Regions from separate parts of the Mus musculus genome. Here regions 2, 3, 4, 5, 6 and 7 are each linked to region 1. The links are chromatin contacts, called in public promoter capture Hi-C maps. All regions are on one chromosome and are shown on one strand. Each heading gives the region's core, a stretch centred on a gene start, on an enhancer-like site or on the middle of the called end of the contact. The rest is flanking DNA. Distances are from core to core; before and after follow the strand shown.

Region 1 (3,036 bases), core at 272-2,771:
AAGTTTCTGCTGGCTCTGGGCATGTGAAGTACTGACTCAGCAGGGAAGGATGTCGGAGGGGCCGAGCAGGCACAGGTGAAGACGCCACATTAAAGTGATGGCCTTTAAACGACACCCGCCTCTGCGTTCATGTCCTTACTGATTACCATGTGCTAGACTAAGCTGGGTCACACTGAGTCACACTCAGCTCCGAGGAGACTGAGGACAGCTTGGGCCATGCAGTGAGAGTCCGTCTTCATGAAAAGAAATGAGGAAGGAAAAACCAGTTTAGTTTCCTAAGCAAATCTTTCTTGAGGTGGCTGCTGTAGAGGCAGCATTTGATTCACTCCAATAGGCCATCCTGTCTGCTCTGAGCCAGGTACACCTGTGTGGAGTCTAGCTGTTCTCATGCAGCTTAAAGCAGTCTGGAAAAGCAGGGTGGCACACACCTTTAATCCCAGCAGAGGCAGGTGGTTCTATGAGTTTGAAGCCGATTTGGTCTACAGAGGAAGTTCCAGGACAGCCTGGGCTACACAGAAAAACCCTGATTCAAGACAAAACGAATTCAAACTGGATAACCAGCACCATCCTTGTTTGGCCTCTGCTAGCAAAAATTAGAGCCAGGCAGTATGAAGATGTGTGGGTTCCTGTACTTACCCGAAAGTTCTTATTATCTATAAAGGAGGCTAATAAAACTGAAGGGTAGGTCATGGTGTCCAGCCACTTGAGAGGCTGAGGAGGAAGGCTAACAAATTCAGGGGCAGCTTAGGCAATTTAGATCTTCAACATTCAAAAGAGTGGGGATGTAGTTCTATAGAACTCCTGCATACCATGTGCAAAAGGCCTTGGGTTTAATCCTCGGTGCTGGATGAAAGAAAAAAAAATTGTGAGGGTTAAGTGAGAAGTCATAAAACACTTAACCCTTTATAGAAGAAACTCCAGAATCTTCCTGGTTTCTTTGCCACACTGACCACGAATCCATTTCACTGGGAAGAGTTTATATCATTTTTTAGAAAGACATATCAAAGGTGAGAAGGTCAGTACAGGTTTGATAAAAACCTATCAAACTTTTATAGTCACAAGTTTGACTTCCCCTAAATGGTACCCGGAAGCCTCTTCCAGCAGACTTCCCACCAAAAGGTATTTATAGCAATAAAAGTGATTGAAATTGAAACGTTTGGTACAGCGTCCATTATTAAAACGCTGCTCAAGAATGTGCCCCTAGTGGTACAGCTATGGTAAGTCCCACCATTCATACAGGTGTTCTTCCTTACTCTGGCGCTGATGCTGCCAGGGTAGGATCATGTTACATCGGCCTGTGGCTTCTCAGCTGAGACAGCGTGGGCTGCAGGCTGTTGCACCGATTCGTCGTCTCAGGAAAAGCACAGCCAGCCCGAGATGCACGCACTCTCCCCTGGAGCCTCTTAAGGCTCAAGTCTTTAAGTCCAGCAGTTCAAAAAGTCCCCGTCCTAAAGCTTCCGCTTCTGGCTCCACCCCTACCGTTTCGCGTTGAAGAATTTTGTCCCCCACGCCGAGCTGTTGCCCCGCCCTCGCCGCTGCCATGGCGGCAGCTCCGCCACTCACCAAAGCTGAGTATCTGAAGCGTTACTTGTCTGGGACAGATGCTGGCTTGGAAGGAGGTCCCGAGGCCGGTCGCAAGCGGCGCAAAAAACGGCCGAAGCCTGGAGGCGCTGGCGGCAAGGGGTGAGTGGACTGGTGAGGTGTCGCGCTGCCCGGTGGCGCCCTCGGCCGCAGCTCTTCCTCGTCCTGGCCCGCGCGGTGCTGCCGACCCCGGCCCGAGCTCAGGCCCCGCTCCACTGCCCCGGGGCGGGATTGTAGCTGCCACTGGCAGCTCAGACCTCATCCTCTGAGCAGCGCCTTCCTTGTGTTAAAGGCAGCTAGAACTTAACTCACTTTCTCCCCGCGTTTGTAGCTTACGTCGTTCCATGTACAGATTGAAAGTCGTGTCCAAGAATAGCAAAGCTGATTCAAACCTTTTTCTTTCTCACTTTATTTCTCTCTTTCTCCCTTCCCTTCTCTTTCTTTCCTTCTTCTTTTTCTCTTCCCTCTTCTTTCTTTCTTTCTTTCTTTCTTTCTTTCTTTCTAGATCCAAAAATCTCTTTCTGAGGGTTCCAAAGTGCCAGGAACTGATCTGGAATCAAAGACCCATATCCTATTACTCACATCTACTACTAACAGTAACAACTAAAATGGGAACAGTTCACATCCTGTGCCTGGCCTCTTTCTAAAATAGTTGACCATATAGCTTTCAGAACATTGTAATGGAGCAGACATTTATATTAAACACTATACTTCCAGATTGCAAAGAGATGTGCTGAGACAGAGTTCAGATGAAATGTCCATTAGTAACTTGGCCACTGGAATCTGGAAAGGTTGGGTTAGGATATCCAACATCAACCTACAGAACAAAAGGAAATGTCTGTATTTGTAGGCTTTAGAGCAGCAGCCCTAAGTTTAGCAGCTTACTGAAGGTGCTATTTTGGATAGAAAGTTGAAACTCTGGGGGCTAATTCCATTCTCACACTCCACCCCCAGGTCTACTAAATGCTTATCAGCTTAAAGAGAGTACTAGATAGGATACAAAGTGTGGCTCACCCTCTCTGTGGGGCAGTATCATGGTCTAACAGTATTATTACCGTATGGTCCATTGAACTGGGTCGAATTAGTCCCTCATTTCCACACTTCTCTTCATTAGAGCTTGAGCATGACCTCATTTATAGATGGAATCTTTGTGGTGTTACCAGTTAAGATGAGCCTATATTCAGTTAAGGTGGTGTTGAATTCAGTGTGGCTGATGTCCCTGGAAGAAGGGGCAATGGCATGCAGGGGGAAAGTTTAAGCTTTGGAGCAATACTGATTAGAATTAGAATCCTAGCTGTGCTACTTATAGCCTGAGTGGTCCAGGGCAAGAGATGTTCATCTCAGCCGGGCGTGGTGGCACACGCCTTTAATCCCAGCACTCGGGAGGCAGAGGCAGGCGGATTTCTGAGTTTGAGGCCAGCCTGGTCTACAAAGTGAGTTCCAGGACAGCCAGGG
Region 2 (3,036 bases), core at 395-2,894, 2.8 Mb after region 1:
ATTTTATTATTTTTAGTAATTCTTTTATATGTATGTGTCTCAGTGTATATATGTGCATCATATATGTACAGGAACCCTCAGAGGTCGAATGAAGACATTGGATTCCCTCGAATTGAAATTACAGGTGTTTTTGAGCTGCCTCACATAGGACTGGAACCCGGGTCCTCCACAAGGCTAGTTCTCTTAACTACTAAGTGATCTCTCAGTTGAAGAATGTTAAAGGTCAAGCTCTCAGTGCAAGAATTTTCCCTGCCATCAACGATAAAAAAGGACAAAGGGTAAATTAGCAAGAGAAAAGATGACATTTGTATAATAAACATCTTGTTTATTGGTTTTATTGCCTGCTCCAGGAAGGATGCTGGAGACAGATAACATCTGTTCTAAATCCCTACTGATTGAATTACCTGTATCTGCACCCTTGTCTCTGTTAATTTTATACTTTATGGTATTGCTGCACTAATGGCATTCCATTTGGCTATGTAAAACACTTGCTTGCTCTGCTGGTCAAGTAACAAAAAGTGTATAAAGGGGACAAGGATGCTCTTACAGCACGCATCCCTCTCCTACAAAGAGTGTCACGTTGGTAATAATGCCCAGTGGCTGTCTTTCAGGTCAGCCTGTTTTGCAAAGTGAACGAGTGATCTCATCTTCGCGGAACACTCTTTTGACCTTCAACAATGAAATAGTTCTAAAAAGCTATGGCTAGCTGGACATAGTGGAATAAGTGTATAATTCCTGTATACAGGAGGCTGAGGCAGGAAGATAGCTATGAATTTGATGCCTTCCAGGGCTACAGAAACCACGTCTCAAAACAGAGCCAAAAAAATCACTGAAAACTTTAAAATTAAACAACGATAAAAAGCCTTTGGTGAAATTTATTTGTAATCTCTGATAGGAAGTGATAAGAATCTTGTTCTAGGGGATTGCCCGGTGGCTAGAAGCACTCGTTGCCCTTACTCAGGACCAGGACTCAATTCCCAGCATCCACATGGTGGCTCATGTCATCTGTAAGTCCAGTTTCAGGGACTGGACTTACTTGCCTGCTTCTGACTTCCATGGACACAGCCAAAACATTCATACGTATCTTAGAAAGAAGGTTTTATAAAAGAATGTCTGTAGCACTTACAGGACCGTTACACTAAGTATAAATTTGTACCATATCCATGTATCAATATACTTAATATGAGGCACTATTAACAAACACTATTAGAAAGGTGCAATTGTGGGGATCCTTTCACTTATGTCACTCTCTCGCACAATTCCAGAGGGCAAAATTCGGGTAGACTTAGCTGCTGAGCCCAATGAATGAATAACAAAAAAGATCGAGATGATTCTGTAAGTATCGAGCTAGATAATCTCACAGGAAAACCTGAGATTACTGAGTATAGGGAGGGCCATAAAGGATTATTACCTGAAACATTCCGCAGTTTCTAGCGAAACCAACCCAACCCTACCCAAAATACAAGAAGAAAAAAACCGGCGGGAACAGACTGGCGTTTGAAAACCTGTAGGGAGCAGATGACGCCTGCGCACTTTGGTGCCTTCTAGACGCCACTGAAACAGCGGACGCCTGACGGCGCGAGGCCTCCTGGGAACTGTAGTGTGACCCTCTCCTGTGCGCGAGCGCCGGACCCCGTAGAACTCAGTTTCCCGGCAGGCCCTGCGGTGAGGCCGCTGGCGGGACCGGAGCTGCGGCGCTGGCAGCGGGGTTGACCTATCCTGTTTGTGTGGGTACGCTTCGTGGCGATGGCCTCTTTCGTGACAGAAGTCTTGGCCCACTCGGGGAGCCTGGAGAAGGAGGATCTGGGCACCAGGATCAGCCGCCTGACCCGGCGGGTGGAGGAGATCAAGGTGAGGGCGGGCCACAGGCTGCTGCCGCTGGGGAGAGCCGGGTGCGGAGCCTCCTGAGTTGGAGGCTCAGAAGTGTTGGGGGGCTGTTTGGAGCACGGCCGCAGAGCGGTTGGAGACCAGGGCCTGGGATTGTGAGGAGGAAAGGCCGTGGCTGTTTAGTGGTGGGGAGTGGGGCCAAGTTGGGCAAAAGTGAGCCGCTGATGGAGAAGACTGAAGAAACCTGCGGAGCCGGAGGTGGGACTGGAAGCCCGGATGTCCACTTAGGACAGGACAGCCGCCCTATCTGTCATCTCTACCCACTCCTTCATTTATGGATGGATGTAATAATTCTAGGAAAGTCGCGTCGTTCTCCTCGGATTTTCTTTTAACTGGTTGAATATGTTTATAAAAGTATTACTTCACGCACGGAACTTGAGGCATGCTGAGGGCTGATGAGCTGGTACCGGCATGAATATGCAACTCACAGCCATAGTTTTACTTCGTATTAGTGCTACCTGGCAAGCCAGGTCTTCAGTGGCTTTCTTTGAAAATGACGTGTACCTCACTAAGTCTGGACTTGGTAGGCGCTACCTAACAACTTTCTTCTTCTTCTTTTTTTCTTTCTTTCTTTTCTTTTCTTTTTTTTTTCCTAGACAGGGTTTCTCCGTGTAATAGCCCTCGTTGTCCTGGATTCAAGCTTTGTAGAACTGGCTGGTGTCGAACTCACAGAAATTCGCCTGCCTCTGCCTCCCGAGTGCTGAAATGGAAGGTCTCCACCATCCCACCCGCTCCTAACAATTTTTGATGTTAGAGTTCTTAATTTTATGTATTCATGCCACTGGCATTTCTGTAGTGTGGCTTACGGTTTTTTGTTTTTTAATGATCTAGGATGAGGACATTGCACTAGTATTTGTTTCATACATAAGTTTGAATCTTCAGTCAACTGAGAACTACTTTCTGTGCCTCAAGCAGGCATAGTCCTTGCACCTCCAGCTTTTTACCACTTTAAATGTATTTCTACACACACACACACACACACACATACACACACACACACCTCTTCCATCTCAGTTGTAGCCTCCTGCATAAAACAAATGCCTGACTTTTCTCCTGAGTCTTCTCTTTTGTACTGGGATGCTTTGTAACTGCTGAAGTATTACACTTCAGCCCCGTTTTTTGGCCAGTTTGGAGAATAGTATCTTTCCT
Region 3 (3,036 bases), core at 180-2,679, 2.6 Mb after region 1:
TCCCAGAGACCCCCGCCGAGACTTGCATAGGACTTTGGCAAACTTGGGAAAGCAACTTTTCCCCAGGAGTCAGGTGCCTGGAAGAAAGGGAACAGAACTAAGAAAGGGGGAAAGCGAAAGAGCCTGGGGAAAGGAGAAGGTCCGAGCGGGCTGGACGCCGCTGCTAGGCCGGCCCGGCAGCGCAACCCCCCCAGGGGAGAAAAGGATGCACAAAAGCCTGGAGGCGAGTGGTGGGAGGCCAAATGAGAAGAGATCTCTGGGTCCTCCACCTTCCACCCAAGATCACGATCCCCGGGAAGTCACCAGCAGGGTCCCCGGCCTCCCGCACCAGCTGCCGGCGTGCCCGAGTCAAACACGCTGGGAGCGTGGCGGGGAGGAGGCGAGCTGGTTGCAGCGGTGCGCTCCTGTGCATTCCGGTGGGGTCCGCAGGCTGGCAGGATCGTGCGCATTTCGAGCGCGTGCGGGAGCGTGCGAGGGGCTGGGCAAGCTTGCAGCGCGCCAGGGTGGGAAAGACATCCCGAATGCATCAGGTGCAGAGCCGGGAACCCACCGTGCGCGGCCGGGAGCGCACAGCGAGCTCCCGCTCCACCGGCCGTTCCCACCGAGAGCCGAGGAGGACTCGGAGCGCCAGAGTCTCTCCGAAGCGTCCCTCTCTCCTTAAAAGAGGGCATCAAGTCCAATCAAAAAAAGAAGAAAAAAATCCCACCACGTTTTCTCTAAAGAAAACAAAACCCGATCGGATACCAGTCCCCTCCCACCCGACCCCCAGGTTCACTCCTTGCTTCCTCCGGGTCTAGCTCCCCAGCTCGCCAGCGAATAAACACAAATAAATAAGACACAATCCTATCTCACGCCAAGCGCACCGGTCCGCATACATATGAGCACCCACAGGCTCTCTGCTCCTCCGCCAGCCCTTGCCTGTACAAAGACACCCAGTCCCCGACTACACGCGCCCGCAGCCCTGGCAGACCTCCCGGCCTGCCACCTCTCACCCGGACCGGACCGTGCCCGGAGAAGAAAGGTTGGTGAGGCAGCTGTGCCCAAGCTGACAGCCTCAGCGCCGCTTTCTAGCTGACCCCCAACGGGCACTGGCGATCGCTGCTGCAGCAGCAACCAGAGAACCCCGCACGAGCCCAGCGGCCGAGTGGCCAAAGCTAGCACCACCCGCCTAAACCTCTCCCGCCCCAGGGCGCCCTGGCGGGAGGCGGTCGCTGGGCGGTGCGAGTCCTTCCCGGGTTTCCTACACACATACACTTACCGCTTACGGAGCCTGGAGCTTGGGGTGGGTGTGCGTGCCTGGGGGGTTAGGGGTGTGCCTGGATCGGGGAAGGGGTGTTGCTGGGGAACTGTTGCTCCGGATCTCACGGCGGCAGCGGCGGCATCGCCCGGCAGTTCGCAGTACCCGCTCTCGTCACCCTTAACTCCTCTCTGCCGCTAGGTTAGCAAATCACCACCGGCTGCGGCGCCTCCGCCGCGTCCCACGTCAACGCCGAGCCCCCTCCCCTGCGAGGCCCCGGCGCCTCTCCATCTTTAGTGCTGGCGGCCGAGCCCGGCTCCCTGCCCACAGCTGCCCCCTCCCCTCCCCCTGGCCGGTCCTGGCCCGCCCACCCCGCCCCACCCCCGCCCTGGCAGAGCCCGTGCGCTCTCCCAGCCCTGCCCTCCCTTCCCGGGCGCTCCCCTCCCTTCCCAGCGCTCGGCGCTCCGGGCTTCTCCTGACATCTAGCTGCTGCCCCGGCGGCAGCGGCTGCTGCTCGTTGGCTAGGTGGAGAGGGCAAAAGGTTGCAAAGGAAGAGGAGCCGCAGAGGACCTGGCAGTCCCCAAGGGGTCAGAAGGATGAGTGGGAGAAGCGGTTCCCACTTTAGCCCCAGGTTTTTTCATTTCCACTGGGCATGCGGTGTATCCCGCGCCCCTAACTCCCCCAACTCCAGTACTCAAGAGCGCAGTTTTGTCCCGTTTTTTATTATTTGCACCAGTTCAGTGTGTGGCTTCTAGCTTTTCACTTTTTCTCAGGATTCGGATCGCATCCTCCCTTACCCTAGCTTTAAATGGGTCGTTTCCCAAGTCCCAAACCAGGCCTCTGATGCCTGACCACAGGAGTTCGCCGGATTTGGCCAGATAAATCTAAAGGGGCCAGTAGAAATCTGGTAGGAGGCAGCACCTCGATTTTGCTATCTAGATTGTTGCACACTGAGATGCGAAGGCCTGAGTAGTAATACTTTCTCACTCCTAATCTCGGGCATCCTCCCCGCCCGCACGCCCCCCCCCATCTTCCCCGGCCCCAGGAACCTGGATGGAAAGTTCTGAAGATTCTGCGCCTAACTCAGCTCTGCCTTCAGGAGCTACTGGAAGCTTGGAAGAGCGCTGGGCCGCTCCAGAGTACTTTCTTCCCTCAGCGGCTGGACCATTTTAAAGGGCGTACTTGAGATGACAAACCGTAGGGTAGAAAGACCAAAGGAAAAAAAATATTCCTTCTACCCGCGGAAAGCACCGTCTCCTCCTTTGCACACGAAGCTAGGCAGGGAATTGAGGTTGGAGGGTTCTTTTCTGAGCACTGGCCTCCGGCCAAAGCCCCAGCGCAGTGTTATTGGGGGTGTGGTGGAGAGCGCCACCCAGGGGTCTCAGAAAAGTCACCCACACAGCCCCACCCTCCAGTCCTAAGGTATTAGTTCCAGGCTTCAGTTTAGGGGTGCTGTGTTCTTGGCTTACCGCGGATCTCCCACAGGACCCACAGAATCGTATCTTGATTCCCCAGGAGCTAAAGGAGAAGGAAAGTGGGCGGTGAATGGAGACAAAAAAACCCACGAAGACCAGGTGGCAGAGCTTACACAAGATCTGCACGGGGGTCTGCTAACGTGGTGGTCATTTATAATAACAAGGCATCCTAACAATTGACACTCCCAGGTCTCAGATTAGCAGTGGGAGAGAGAAGTCCGCAGAACCGAGCACTGGGAAGCAAAGGAAGAAAACTACAATTGAGTTACCCTCTCATAGGCAGTGTCATGTGGGTGAGACAAGGCGAAACCCCCCTACCCCAGT
Region 4 (3,036 bases), core at 208-2,707, 2.4 Mb after region 1:
CAGAGTCAGGTTTAAATGAGAGAGTTCACTTTCACTGAGGCACCCCTGGGGTGCAAAGAAAGCAGCCTAGGGGAGTCAGTCCGCCAGCACTCCGGGTAAGGAGTGGCCAAAGAGCTGTAGCTCTGGGTCTGGGAGCACAGAGAGAGCTAGGGCCTCCCGGTGGGGCAAAGCCTTCCGGTCTGTGTGGAAACAGCTCACCCTAGACTGGACCAAGCCAGGTAGTCCCCAGCTATAAAATGCCACTGTCCTGAGCCTGTCACGCCTTCTTCCTTTAAGGTGACCTTAGGAACAAATACAGGCGCAAGAGCCCACACTGAGCTACTCTACCTGCAGCATGGATACCAGTTCTTGATGTCATGGGGAGATGCCTAGGTGGGCATGTGAGGGGCGTCTTCCTATTTAGCTCCATTTCCTCACCCTTGGCGACTGCATCCTCAGTTTCAGTGAGCGAATTGCCTCTCTTCTTCCCTCTATTTTCCTTCCATGTATTCAGCAAAGATTTATTGGGCACCTGCCAAGTGCAATGTTAGGCTCTAGGAACACCAAGATATAGAACACACGGTTCCTAACCTCAAGGAACTCGATGTCTGGTGAAGGGAACACCGGAGAGCTTAGATGACAGTAATGCACTGTGACAAATGGCGGGTTGCAGGGTCTGCATAGCAGGGCACCCGATACAGTCTCAGGCATCTAGGGAAGGTCTCCTGAGAAAGGTAGCATTTGAGATGAAGCAAGACCCCGGGGAAAGCTGAGAGGACCAGGAAGCTTGCGTTGTGCTCTGTTCAGCTGGTGAAACAGGGTGACACAGGCCGCAGAGCACAGGACCCTAAGTCTCTAAAACCATCCTGGTGATCAAATTGACTCTAGCAAGGTAGGGGTGGATCTAAAGAACAGATTGGGGTGTCAAGCAGGGACTACCATTGAGGTCCCATGGGGAGTTTGGACCTATCCTAGGAGTGATTAAGGAGTTTTCAAAAACGTGATAAGTTGTCTGTAGAGGGGGAGCGGTGGGGGGATATATTCTCTGCAGGATGGAAGAGTAAAGGATGGATGGATGCTGGGGCGAGAGGGACTCTGCTGGCAGCTAGGCGGAAGGCACTGTGGCTGTGGGTGGAGGGAGAGGAGGTGCTGGCAGGATGGAGCAGTCCTTAGATTCACTCTTCTTTGTTTGATCAGCTACACTCTTGTGGGTCTTGTGCAGACTTCTGTTAATTCTGGGCTTCAACTCTGCTCCCTGAGTGACATCCAGAGCCACTAAAAAGAGAGCCAATCAAGGGTGTACCAGAACCTCGGCAGTAGTGACAGAGAGCACTGGACAGGAAGGGACCGCAGGGAAGTAGTGAGTAGAGGAGGCTCCCAGCCAACCAAGCCAAGAGCACAAGTGGGATGATCCCCATCCACCCAACCTGGACTCTATCTTTCCAGTCCAGCTGCCTGTCCCCTCTTCTGACCTCAGCCTCGTGCCCCGCCCCACCCCCACCCCTGGCGGGGCCTGCCCTAGAGGCAGTTCCCCATGCTGCGGGCTGGGGCAGAGGGCAGCTGCGGCCCGCTGCCCAGGGAGGGAGGAGGGGCTGCAGCAGGCCTCGGAGGAGCGTTCTCAGGCTGGCCTGGCCGGGGCCCCTTTCTCTCCATGAGATCATATCTGGGTCAAAGAGCATGTAAAGCAGGCAGACCCCGGCGGTCACACAAAGCCCATTCAGCCAGCTCCTATTCACTCACCTCCTCTCCCCAAGAGCCCGCGCCGCCGGGACCCCAGTGCAGTGCCTAAGCCCCAGCTTTGATGTCCAAGAACAGAAAACGGCGATTAAATGTTGTTTTAAAGAGGGAGTGCCCACTGCCCTCCCATCTGTCAAGAGAAAGCTGAGGCCTGAGGAAGGGGTGGGGTGCAGAGGGGGAGGGACGGAGTGCAGAGAGGGCGGGGCGGGGGCTGGCTTGAGGGGCAAGGCTTGAGGGGAGCAGATCCCAATCAAAACGTATACATCTTTGGCCAAGGACTGTTTTTGTTTTTGTTTTTGTTTTTAAGAAGCAGGGACACGTGACGTGGTAGTGAGGTACAGGGCAAAAGAAATATCCCAGAAATGAGAGTGAGTAATGGGGGAGAAAACGGAGGAGTGACAAAGAGAGATGCAAACCTGGGTGCAAGATGAGGAGAAAGAGACGGGAAAGGAGGACCAACAGAGGACCTAGGGCTCGGAAGAATGGAAGGCTTCCTGCCATGGGCTGGGCCTCTTCCTGGGAGGGTTGTTAGGGTTAGTGTGACTTCAGAGTCTCTCAGCTCAACAACCCGAAGGCCAACAGACCCAGGACCTGGAGAATAAAAACTGGAAACACACACACACACACACACACACACACACACACACACACACACACACACACGCATGCACACACACGTGTGTCAGTGGAAGTGCAGGAACTCAGGCTACACTGTTTTAGCGCTGTTAGTGACCCACTATGGAGGCCGTGACTTGGGTCTAGTGGGAAGACATGACGCTGGAGAAGAAAGGCAGAGATGTTATCAGGCTGTGCATCCAGGGCCTGAGCAGAGCTGCAGTTAGTGCTGAAGATGAGCCAGGTGGTGCTCTCCCCTGCAGCCGGGGACCAGATGGAGCCTCAGGCGTTGTAGGTCAGGCAGGTGCTATACCACTGAGTGAAAACCTCTAGCTATGCAACAGGTCATGACTGCCACAGAACCTTCTGGTGAAAGCTCTGTGTTGAGACAACTCCGAAGCTTGCTTCCCCGTGAAGAAGACAGAGGGCTATCGTACCTCAAGCCTGGGAAAAGCAGGCATCCTTTGGCATCTGATCTGGTCAGGGTTAGACCCCCGCATACTGACTGCATGAGACTGAGTGGTCACCACACACTTTGAAAAAAACGTGGCAGCTTCGGGAGTGCTGCTTCCTGAATTCCCAGTGCAGAAACTATCACTCAAGCCAAGAGTTTTTCTGAATGAAACTGTCACTTAGTGCATTGTTCCAAGGTCAAACGACATTCATACATTTAACACTGCTTCTCAACCCACACCCCAAAGCAAG
Region 5 (3,036 bases), core at 254-2,753, 2.3 Mb after region 1:
TATATAGGATATAGCCTTTTCCGATTAGTGTCTTCAATTTAGTAATTTATATATGGTGTGTGTGTGTGTGTGTGTGTGTGTGTGTGTGTGTGTGTGTGTGTGTTTGTGTGTGTGTGTGTGGTTGTGTGTGGTTTGTGTGTTGGGGGTGTGTATTAAACACCAGGTCTCAAACGTGCTAAGCAAGTGCTTTACCTGTAATCTACACCCAAAAACAGTAGTATATGTTTTAGTTTTCCCCCATTACCCAGAAATACTAAAATGTCTTTATCTAGTGATCTACTGAGGAATACCCTGGTTACTTCCAAGTGTAGGAAATGATAAAAAAAAAAAAGTGCCATAAACACCCATGTGCAGAATTTTATATGGATACTCGTTTTCCTCATGGGGTAAAGGCCAGAGTGCAGTTGCTGGCACTACTCACCTGCTAAGAGTAGTTGTAGCTTGCTGATTCTCTTGTAAATGACTTGGCCCTCTCATGCCTGCCAGCTCCGACAGAGAATGCTCACTGCCATCCATCCACCTTGTATGCCAGTGGGGTCCTAGGTTCTGGATTTGGGCTCTGCTCACTGCTGTTCTAGTTTTCATTTCCCAATGACATAGTGTGGAGCATCCTTTCTAGTTATTTGCTGTCATCTGTGCTCTTTGAGGATCGACAGCTTAAGCCCCTTGGCTCATTTTTAATTGGGTTGCTTCTTCTTGTTGAGTTCTAAGGGTCCCCCATTGTAGGGTGCAGCTCTGATGCTAAAGTCCTATTCCCCAATCTGTTCTTGATTTATCAGTAAAGAAAGCCATGGGCCAGTTGCTGGGCAGAAGGTATAGGCAGGACTTCCAGGCCCCTGGATACACAAGAAAGGAGAATGGAGTTTGCCATGCTTTGGAGAGAGAAGAACAAAGAGCCATGTGAGATCTCGAAATGAATGGAGTGGTCACACAGGTTGCTCCCGTCATCGGTGCGTTCTATGTCACTTCCGTCAAGGCAAATTCAAGGTCACCCAGACTTCCTCTTGTGTTGCATTGTAGTTTTACATTTGCTCTGAGATCTACTTCAGGTTACATTTAGAAAGAGCCAAGGAATTGTATCACGACTGCTTTCTTCACATTTGGATGCCTACGTGGTATTCACACTGTAGTGTGAACAAGGCTAGTTTCTCGCCATTAAGTAAGATATTAATCTGTAGGGTTTTTATAGACAGGATCAAGTTAAAGACCTTTTCCTCTAGTCCTATCTGCTAAAAGTTTTTCTCATTATCCATTTGCTATGAATCTATTAATATGGTGATATGACTCTTTTCCCCTTTCCCCTGTTGATATGATGGACTGATGTATAAATGTTGAAGCAGCTTTGCATAACTGGGATAAATCTCATTTGGCCATGGTACATAATCTTTTTTTGTTGTTGTTGTTGGCTTTCGTTTTTCAAAATGTGGTTTTTACATCTGTCTTCCATGGCTGACCATGGTTAATAGTTTTATATTTGTGTAAGGCCTTTGTCTGGCTCTGCTACTAAGGTGATGATGGATGATAGAGCACATGAGGAACTTTCCCCTCTGCTTCTGGCTTCTGGGAAAGTATTTAGGACATTTGGTAAAATTTCCTCTTTAAATTTGGTAGAATTCACCAATGGACTCTTTCGTAACATAGTCTGTTGTCTATTGATTAAATTTCCTTTGTAGATATGAGCCCATTTCAGAGTGTCCATTTTTTTTCTTGAGTGAATCTTGACAGACTGGTTTCTAAGGAATGAGTCAGTGTCCTCTTGGTCATCATGTTTGTAGGCAGTGGCCCATGATAGTTCTTGTTAATGGTGCTATCATTTTTTTTTTACTTTTGTTCTACCTACTTTGAATTTATTTTTCTCTTTTCCTAGTTTCCAGAGGCAAAAGCTTAATTGTAGGATTTAGATTACCACCCCAGTTTTCCCTAACACAGATCTTCCTCTTAGTACTGTTCTTGATGCATCCCATGTAAGTTGGTAGGTTATATTTTCATTCAGTTTGATTTTTTAAAAATTCTCTTGAGAGTAAGTCATGGAACTTTGTGTTTTTAACTTTGGGATTTTCCAGCTGTTTTTCTTTTCTTGATTGCTAGTTTAAGTTCATTGTGGTCTAAAAGCTGAGATTGTGGAATTCAGATTCTCCTATATTTGCTAAAGTGCATTTTCTGGATGAGTATAGTCCCTGTCTAAATAAATACTCCATGTGACTTTGAGAAGAATGTAGACCAGGACCAAGAGTTGGACCAAGACCAAGAGTTGTCCCTGTGAGCCTGCAGATGTGGGCAATGGGAACTGAACTCAGGTCCTCTACAAGAGCAGCAAGAACACTGAACAGCTTGGCTATCTCTCCAGCTCCTCCTTTCATTTCATACATGTATTTTGATGTTCTGTTTTCAGGTGCACAAGCGTCAAGAACAGTTATATTCAAGAACTGAGAACTTCAGCTCATCTTTGCATTACTCGGCCTCACTGCTTACCTTCTGAAGTCAGCACTGTTGTACTTTGTTGCGGTTGGTTTTAACATCATTCTCCACCCATTTCCTTTTCTTCTCTGTGTGACTTTATGATTAAAGTGGGTTTGTTACAGAGAGCATATAGCTTGTTTTCTCTTATTGATCCTTGAATACAGATTCTTAATTGTCCTTTGATGGGTGCATTTGGACTGCCGGCATTCACGATGATTGTTGATATTGTTGTATTGTTTTGTTGATTTGTTAGTATTTCTTATTCATTACCCTTGTTCTTTGTTCCCTTGTATTCTGCCTTTTCTGGGCTTGCCTGATCACTTGATATTATTCCATTTTTTCATTTCCTTTTTGTATATCAGTTATACTCAGTCATCACATTAGAGTTTGCAATGTGCATATTCAATTAGTCAAATTCTACTTCCTGATAGCACTATCTTACCTCATGGGTAGTACAACCATCTTATAACTAAGCAGTAGTAGTTCATCCCCTGCCTTGTGCATACCTGCCCTGCTGGTCCAAAATCAAATTCCTCTGAGGGGGGAATGACCCTGGTTATAAGAAAGATGGAACAA
Region 6 (3,036 bases), core at 321-2,820, 2.1 Mb after region 1:
GTGACTGTGTATGTGTGTGAATATATGTATGTCTGTGTGTGTGTCTGTGTGTGTCTGTGTGAGAGTGTATGTGTGACTGTGTGAGTACATGTGAGAGATGTGTGTGTGAGAGTGTGTGTCTTGTGTGAGTGTATAGGTATGTGTGAGTGTATATGAGTGTGTGTGTATATGTGTATCTGTGAATATGTACGTGTGTGTGTATGACCGTGTATGTGTGTGATTATATGTCTGTGTGTGTGTGTGTGTGTGTGTGTGTGTGTGTGTGTGTGTGTGAAAAACAATAATTAAATAAGAGGTCACGTGTAGGAGAGGGAACCGGGAGACATGGGAGGAGTTGGAAGGGAAAAACAGAAGAGGTGGAAATGTATACAGTTCTCCAAAAAATCCTTGTAAAAATTGAATAGGTTCTGGGAGATGGCTCCGTGTCTAACAGTGCTGGCTGCTCTTCCAGAGGACACAGGTTTGATTCCAGCACCCACAGGGCAGCTCACAGTCACCTTTACCTCCATTCTCAGAGGTTCCCACACCCTCTTCTGGCTTCCATGGGGACTGCATGCACGTGGTACACTGTCATGCATGCAGGCAAAACACCCACACATGAGACCCTATGTCAACCATGAAAGAAAAGAGAGAGGTGGTAGGGGAGAAAGGATCCAAACACAGACAGCCCCAACCAGTCAGCAAGACATCGTGTCTCTAGCTGCATATGTATCAGAAGATGTCCTAGTCGGCCATCAGTGGAAAGAGAGGCCCATTGGTCTTGCAAACTTTATATGCCTCAGTACAGGGGAATACCAGGGCCAAGAAGTGGGAGTGGGTGGGTAGGGGAGTGGGGAGGGTATGGGGGACTTTTGGGATAGCGTTGGAAATGTAAATGAAGAAAATACCTAATTAAAAAAAAGCCAAAATGGAACAGAGTGTGGGTTTGCTTCTGACACCCAACGTCCTTCACCCAGCAGCCTGAAGGTAGCTCAGAAACATGAAGTACCACTGAACTGAGACTCTGACGATCAGCCTGGACACTCTACCCTAGCCTTGTCCCAGGTAAGGATTCCGTGTCACAAGGCGGCCAACACTTTTCACCACGGTTGCGAATGCACACAGCCATTCCGTGTGGATTAACTGCTGGACACTGAGCGATCCAGACTCCCTCTCTTCGTCTTTGTGTCAACTGAAGCTTCCAGGTGGGGAAAAGTCACATCTCCATATAAAGACTCCTCCAGACCGATTGACTGATTAGAACTTCCACTTTTGTTACAAGTTGGAATGTTGCAGATCCAGAGCCAAAATTATCTTAGACCAGCTTGTCCCTTTGCCCACCCATCTCTGACTTAATGATCTAATTATCAGGTCAAAATTCTCTGGAATGTATTAACTTAGCAGATCACTGGCTTCTATCATCTAAAACTGAGAATGTCTTATCACGTGGCATCTGAAAATGCAAAAGGAGTGTTTTGAGGTCTGCAGATACCCTCCTACCCAGCATGCCTATGGAGTGCCTGAAAGCACTCTGATTGGTGGCTTGTTCTTGTTCTGTAACTATTAAAGGCTTTATACAAACCTTCCCCACATTGGATCACATTATTCAGGACAACCTGACTCTGCCTCCCTGGGTCACCACCATTCCGAATTGGCTCCAGCATACACGCTCTCAGGTTCCCTTTGAAGTGAGAGATGGTTTCACTGGACAGCTAGCAGCACTCGGGTAAGCATCCGGGTTACTATTATTGGTTTATTATAAACGATGCAAAGGCGAACAGGCAAATGCAGTCACACAGTGGGGAAGGGATTAGGCGGAGCGTCACCCACACCTCCCCAGACTCTCCTAGAAATGTTATCTTTCCAGAACACAGGGGCCTTAGCCAACCCATTTGCTCCTGCATTTCACTGTTGGAGGAACGTGACAGAGCGCTGTTATCTTTTCAACATGTTTTTGGCAGTGTTGAGGCCCCATACTAGGTCAGTCTCTCGGTGTGAGCTTAAATGTGACCAAACAGTTTCATATGAATGACAGATGACACTCGTGTCTTACCCTTAGGAATGCTGTGTCTGGAGTCAGGAACAAAGACCAAATGTGTTTTGTATATGGAGCAGGTGGTTGACAAAGCTGGCATCTGGTTCATTGGAAACACTTGAAACGTGATTCTCATTAAGACTGGTTGGGGAGAAGAAAGATGTGGGACTGGAAGACAGGGGGTGTATGGGAAGGAGAGGGGGAGCAGAACATGATAAACTTATTAGCCAGCAAAATTTAAACAAGTAGACAAGTTTTTCTGAAAAATAATAGACAGTGCCGCAATTCACTTAAGGAGAAATAAACAGCCTTAAACAGAGCAGTAGACATGAAAGAAATAGGAATGGTTAAAAGAAAAAAAAAGAATGAAAAGAGAAAAGAGAAAAGAAAACATAAAGCCCCGGGGTCCTTCAAGTGAGTGGGAACTTTAGGTAGCTTTGTCAGTGGTCGGGGAACAGAAACACAGCTGCACACTACCCCACACTGAGGTACTCCCCTAGATTCTCAGGGCCCCCGACTTAGGCCAAACTACAATGCACAGCTTGGACACTGGAAAGGATGTCAGGACAAAAGGGATGGAGTGACACAGAATTGGAAATGTTATTGAAGAGATTTTAATATCGGCTTCAGCGCTGGGAGAAAGACCCTTCTAAGTGGCAGTCTGTGTTTCCCAGAGAAGAGTAGGGGAAAATAACAACAGTCTCAAGTGTGGGCACAGACTCGTCTCCTGAGAGGGTATTAGTCAGAGAAGGAAGCCATTTTGGTGACTCTGAAGTTTCATCTCAAGAGGGTGCTAGGAAGCCCTCTCTCCACCCATCTCTATAAGAAAGATACATAAGGTGGCTCTGGAGATGTTTTGGATAGAATTAGTCTGACAAGGCAGAACCAGAAACCACTAAGTTTGCACAAGGAGTTTAGCAGAAGCCCTTTCCCTGCAGACAGGACTTCTGGGGAGAGTCCTAGAAAACTGCAGTTTTATGGCTGCCACCGAGAAAAAGGTCTCAAGCAGTTGGTGGTGGCTC
Region 7 (3,036 bases), core at 218-2,717, 2.1 Mb after region 1:
TTTTTGTGATTAGGAAGGGTAGCTTTCAAGTGAAGCCACTCTGATCCTCCACGGGAAATTAAAGACTAGGAAACAATTCTTACCTCTGTGTGGTCTTTTGAAGTCATGAAGACAACCCAGAAAGCAAAGATAATTAACACTATCAGGAACAGTTTCTGAGCTGAGGCATTTGGAAGCGAAGAGAGCAGTATCCTAGGAGTGAGGAGAGGAGAAATCATCACAGGTTAAAGAGAAAAAAATAAAAACAAAAACAAAAACAAAACGGCCTGGCTCCACTGAGAGCCTCCGGTGCTCCTCTGTTGTTTCAGAGTGGGATCTCTTGGGATTTTGCCAAGTCACTATTGAAAATCAGATAGGAAGCTTTTCCTTGAGGCAAGGGAACAAAAGAGGTTGGGAGACTGCAGGTTTCTGACTCAGGAGAGATTTCTGGGATGTGCCAGAACAGATCTGGAAGTTTTTCTTGTAGTCAGGACTTTGTGTGGCCGGTCAGATCAAGCCGCAATTATTTACACAGAAAATCTCCTTCCCTGAAATTCTCCCATGGTCCTGCTCATCTGATGAGCGTCTCCCTGGTGCAGGAATCAACCTCTCGTTTATTTATTCCATTTAAAAAGCAGATTCCTTCCACCCCAGGTTATATCTTTTTATGTCACAATAGCTGATCAACCATTTCTCCCAAATAACAGCGGTTTCAGAAAAACTCAGTGTTGAATGGCCAAAGTTTGCATCTGACTTTTTTTTTAAACTCACAATCTCGATAAAAGAAAGGAACTAAATTCCAACAGTGTTCCTCTTCCTCAAAAGATTTTTTGTTGTTGTTGTTGTTGTTGCTGTTGTTTTGTTTTTTGTTTTTCTGGATTCACAGTGACTGGAGGACCTCCACTCAACACATCTCCACATACATACACATATTATTCATACAGAGTTGGCATAAGTCAACACTTGTCCTTACTACTATACATGAAGCAATAATTTTCCCTGGCTATTCTACATGGTCCCGTGCCATTCTTTCCAACTTTAAGGTATTTTCAAGCCCGTCTCACATAACTTTGCAATCCCCTGCAGCAAAGCCCCAGCTAGTCAGAAGCCCTCCCGCTGGCCCCCGTAGCGAAGCCAGTCGGGAAGATCAGAAAGTACATACCTAGGACTAAGCATCCTCCTCATGGTCTCATGCTCTCCTCCAGCACTTAGAGCTATCTAGAGAGGCTCCTCGGTGCATGGGCTCTTTACCTTTCTTTCAGCGTTGGAGTTTCTATATAAAGCTTCAAAGATCAAAAGCTGACCTTCGATTTGTAGGCACAGTGCCATTGCAAAGATCGCCAACCTTAGTAGCCTGTTCCTGTTCACCACGAATCGGGAGGAAGCTCTGGAGTTGGCTTTTAGAGAGGTTGTGATGGCAGGATATGGAGGGCCAGCTTTTCGTCACTTCCAGACAGACTTTCCATGCTTATGACTGATAGTGTTCCCCCCACCACCCCACCCACCACTGCTTCTGATAGTGCTCCACCTCACCCCATCCCACTGCTGTTTATGATAGTGCTCCACCCCACCCCACCACTGCTTATGATAGTGCTCCCTTACCCCACCACTCCACCCTCTCCTCAGGTTTGTTCCAACCGTCCAGTCAGTCCGTAGTCCCTACCTCCAAGACAGCAAAAGTATCCAAACTACTGGGAAGAAAACAAAGCAAGCCCTGGACCACAGGACTGCTTCGGAGTTATGCATCTCATTCCTGGCAGGATTTCAAGAACTTTCTTTGTAAGCTTCTTCCTTCTAAACTTTTATAGATGCCTCAAACATTCCAACAATTTCAATAAAATCTGAGGCCACAAGTAGAGCGTCCACAGATCCCAATCTCACCATAACCTGTGTGATGTGACAACTGTGGCAGGCAGAGGTGACACGACCCCAGGAATGCTAAGCAGCCACAGAGAGAGCTACCTGTCAGGGGACATTGTACCACCACAGGACATGGGACCAAATGTGGATACAATCTATGCTCTTTAAGAGGATGATCCACATATAAATCTCTTTGTATAAAGATACAGATCTAGATACAGTTATATACATGCCTGCATGTATCGAACATATACATATAAATATAAATGCATATAGCATGTGTTCATTTACAACTATGCCAGTTCTTCTAGGCACGTGACCGTGTGACCGTATATGCATCAGTGGCTATGATCACAGCACACTCAAAACATGCATAGAGGTTTAGAAGATAATTTGGGGAAATGAAGAAAAGCTGTCGATCCTGTCAACCCTCCCCATCCATGTTCTCATCCACTGTCATGTGCTTTATGAAGTATGGGAACTACAGCCAAACACCACCTTACACTGCCACTCCAGTCAACAGCTTCCAATCATAAGACTATATCATCTGATGAGGTTGTGCCTGTCTTCCTGTGAACATACTATGATGTTCACACGTGACAGTCACATGCTTCTCAGAACATCAATCACGTTTAAGTGAAGGATAGCTATATGGTAGCAGCCACAGGGCTCTTTTTGCCAGCCTCATTACAGTACAGTTGACAAAGATTATATATTTACATTGTACAAAATGATGCCATGATATATATGCATATATATATATGACTAAATAAACACTAAAGTAAAATTAAGACAGTCTCATAGTTCATTTTATTAATATGATAAGAACATTTCTCAGTTACATTTTATTGATGTGATAAGACCTATTCTCAAGGTTTCAGGGTGAATGAACTCTGTAGTACAGCTCCCAGTGGTGGTACCATATGACCAAATCATCTGGTGATGCCATAGCTATCTTACTGTGTATAAGTACATACTATGGTGCTCACACAGGCACCTATGTGATTTTCATAGTTTAGCTTTCTCGACTGCTGCAGTGAACATGAGAAGACAAACATCTCCTAGGTGCAACACCTGTAATGCCTTTGCATACGTACCCAGCAGCTCAGTCGCTGCGTCATAAGGTAGTTGCTTCTCATTTTCTGACAAACTGCCATACTTCATTCCTACTAGCACATGAATAGAAGTCTCCTTCCT

The links. Promoter capture Hi-C pulls out the DNA fragments that hold promoters and counts their contacts.
Region 2: a promoter capture Hi-C map of pre-B cells shows a contact between it and region 1, with 5 times the contacts expected there. The contact joins the promoter of Zw10 here to the promoter of Bud13 in region 1. A contact is called at or near these places in 6 of 39 promoter capture datasets (the 3T3-L1 cell line, 3T3-L1-derived adipocytes, the C10 cell line and 3 more), 1 of 484 Hi-C or Micro-C datasets (B cells), 1 of 115 datasets of contacts at active chromatin or transcription factors (large pre-B cells) and 1 of 9 other capture datasets (liver).
Region 3: a promoter capture Hi-C map of liver shows a contact between it and region 1, with 8 times the contacts expected there. The contact joins the promoter of Zbtb16 here to the promoter of Bud13 in region 1. A contact is called at or near these places in 4 of 39 promoter capture datasets (the 3T3-L1 cell line, hippocampal neurons and liver) and 1 of 9 other capture datasets (liver).
Region 4: a promoter capture Hi-C map of liver shows a contact between it and region 1, with 2.6 times the contacts expected there. The contact joins the enhancer-like site here to the promoter of Bud13 in region 1. A contact is called at or near these places in 5 of 39 promoter capture datasets (the 3T3-L1 cell line, frontonasal cranial neural crest, hippocampal neurons and 1 more) and 1 of 115 datasets of contacts at active chromatin or transcription factors (embryonic forebrain).
Region 5: a contact with region 1 is called in a promoter capture Hi-C map of pre-B cells, with 6 times the contacts expected there. The contact joins the enhancer-like site here to the promoter of Bud13 in region 1. A contact is called at or near these places in 8 of 39 promoter capture datasets (the 3T3-L1 cell line, the C10 cell line, frontonasal cranial neural crest and 3 more), 1 of 484 Hi-C or Micro-C datasets (B cells), 2 of 115 datasets of contacts at active chromatin or transcription factors (astrocytes and forebrain) and 2 of 9 other capture datasets (adipose tissue and macrophages).
Region 6: a contact with region 1 is called in a promoter capture Hi-C map of embryonic stem cells, with 7 times the contacts expected there. The contact joins the promoter of Nxpe4 here to the promoter of Bud13 in region 1. A contact is called at or near these places in 10 of 39 promoter capture datasets (the 3T3-L1 cell line, 3T3-L1-derived adipocytes, cranial neural crest and 6 more).
Region 7: a promoter capture Hi-C map of liver shows a contact between it and region 1, with 2.8 times the contacts expected there. The contact joins the promoter of Nxpe2 here to the promoter of Bud13 in region 1. A contact is called at or near these places in 8 of 39 promoter capture datasets (the 3T3-L1 cell line, 3T3-L1-derived adipocytes, erythroid cells and 3 more) and 1 of 115 datasets of contacts at active chromatin or transcription factors (astrocytes).

Annotation. Positions count from the first base shown.
Region 1 is chr9:46,281,491-46,284,526 of GRCm38.p6, forward strand. It overlaps Bud13 (BUD13 homolog), which reads left to right and starts at 1,522. Exons shown (of 10, transcript NM_146000.2): 1 at 1,522-1,683. The coding sequence starts at 1,541. Zpr1 (ZPR1 zinc finger) reads left to right here. Exons shown (of 14, transcript NM_011752.2): 14 at 1-1,153.
Region 2 is chr9:49,053,937-49,056,972 of GRCm38.p6, forward strand. Zw10 (zw10 kinetochore protein) reads left to right here and starts at 1,645. Exons shown (of 16, transcript NM_012039.2): 1 at 1,645-1,851. The coding sequence starts at 1,747.
Region 3 is chr9:48,834,796-48,837,831 of GRCm38.p6, forward strand. Zbtb16 (zinc finger and BTB domain containing 16) reads right to left here and starts at 1,430. Exons shown (of 7, transcript NM_001364543.1): 1 at 1,259-1,430.
Region 4 is chr9:48,647,829-48,650,864 of GRCm38.p6, forward strand. No RefSeq gene overlaps it. Among named protein-coding and RNA genes, the nearest start is that of Gm32280, 21 kb to the right of the region's middle. Within about 2 kb of position 1,458, at least 101 of the 459 cell types and tissues checked have an H3K27ac peak or open chromatin away from gene starts, as enhancers often do. A contact at or near this core is called in liver, where this site is marked.
Region 5 is chr9:48,560,093-48,563,128 of GRCm38.p6, forward strand. It overlaps a transcript of Nnmt not described here. Among named protein-coding and RNA genes, the nearest start is that of Nnmt, 44 kb to the right of the region's middle. Within about 2 kb of position 1,504, at least 19 of the 459 cell types and tissues checked have an H3K27ac peak or open chromatin away from gene starts, as enhancers often do.
Region 6 is chr9:48,360,471-48,363,506 of GRCm38.p6, forward strand. Nxpe4 (neurexophilin and PC-esterase domain family, member 4) reads left to right here and starts at 1,571. Exons shown (of 9, transcript NM_172921.3): 1 at 1,571-1,705.
Region 7 is chr9:48,339,431-48,342,466 of GRCm38.p6, forward strand. Nxpe2 (neurexophilin and PC-esterase domain family, member 2) reads right to left here and starts at 1,468. Exons shown (of 6, transcript NM_030069.3): 1 at 1,142-1,468; 2 at 84-192. The coding sequence starts at 1,164. It also overlaps a transcript of Nxpe4 not described here.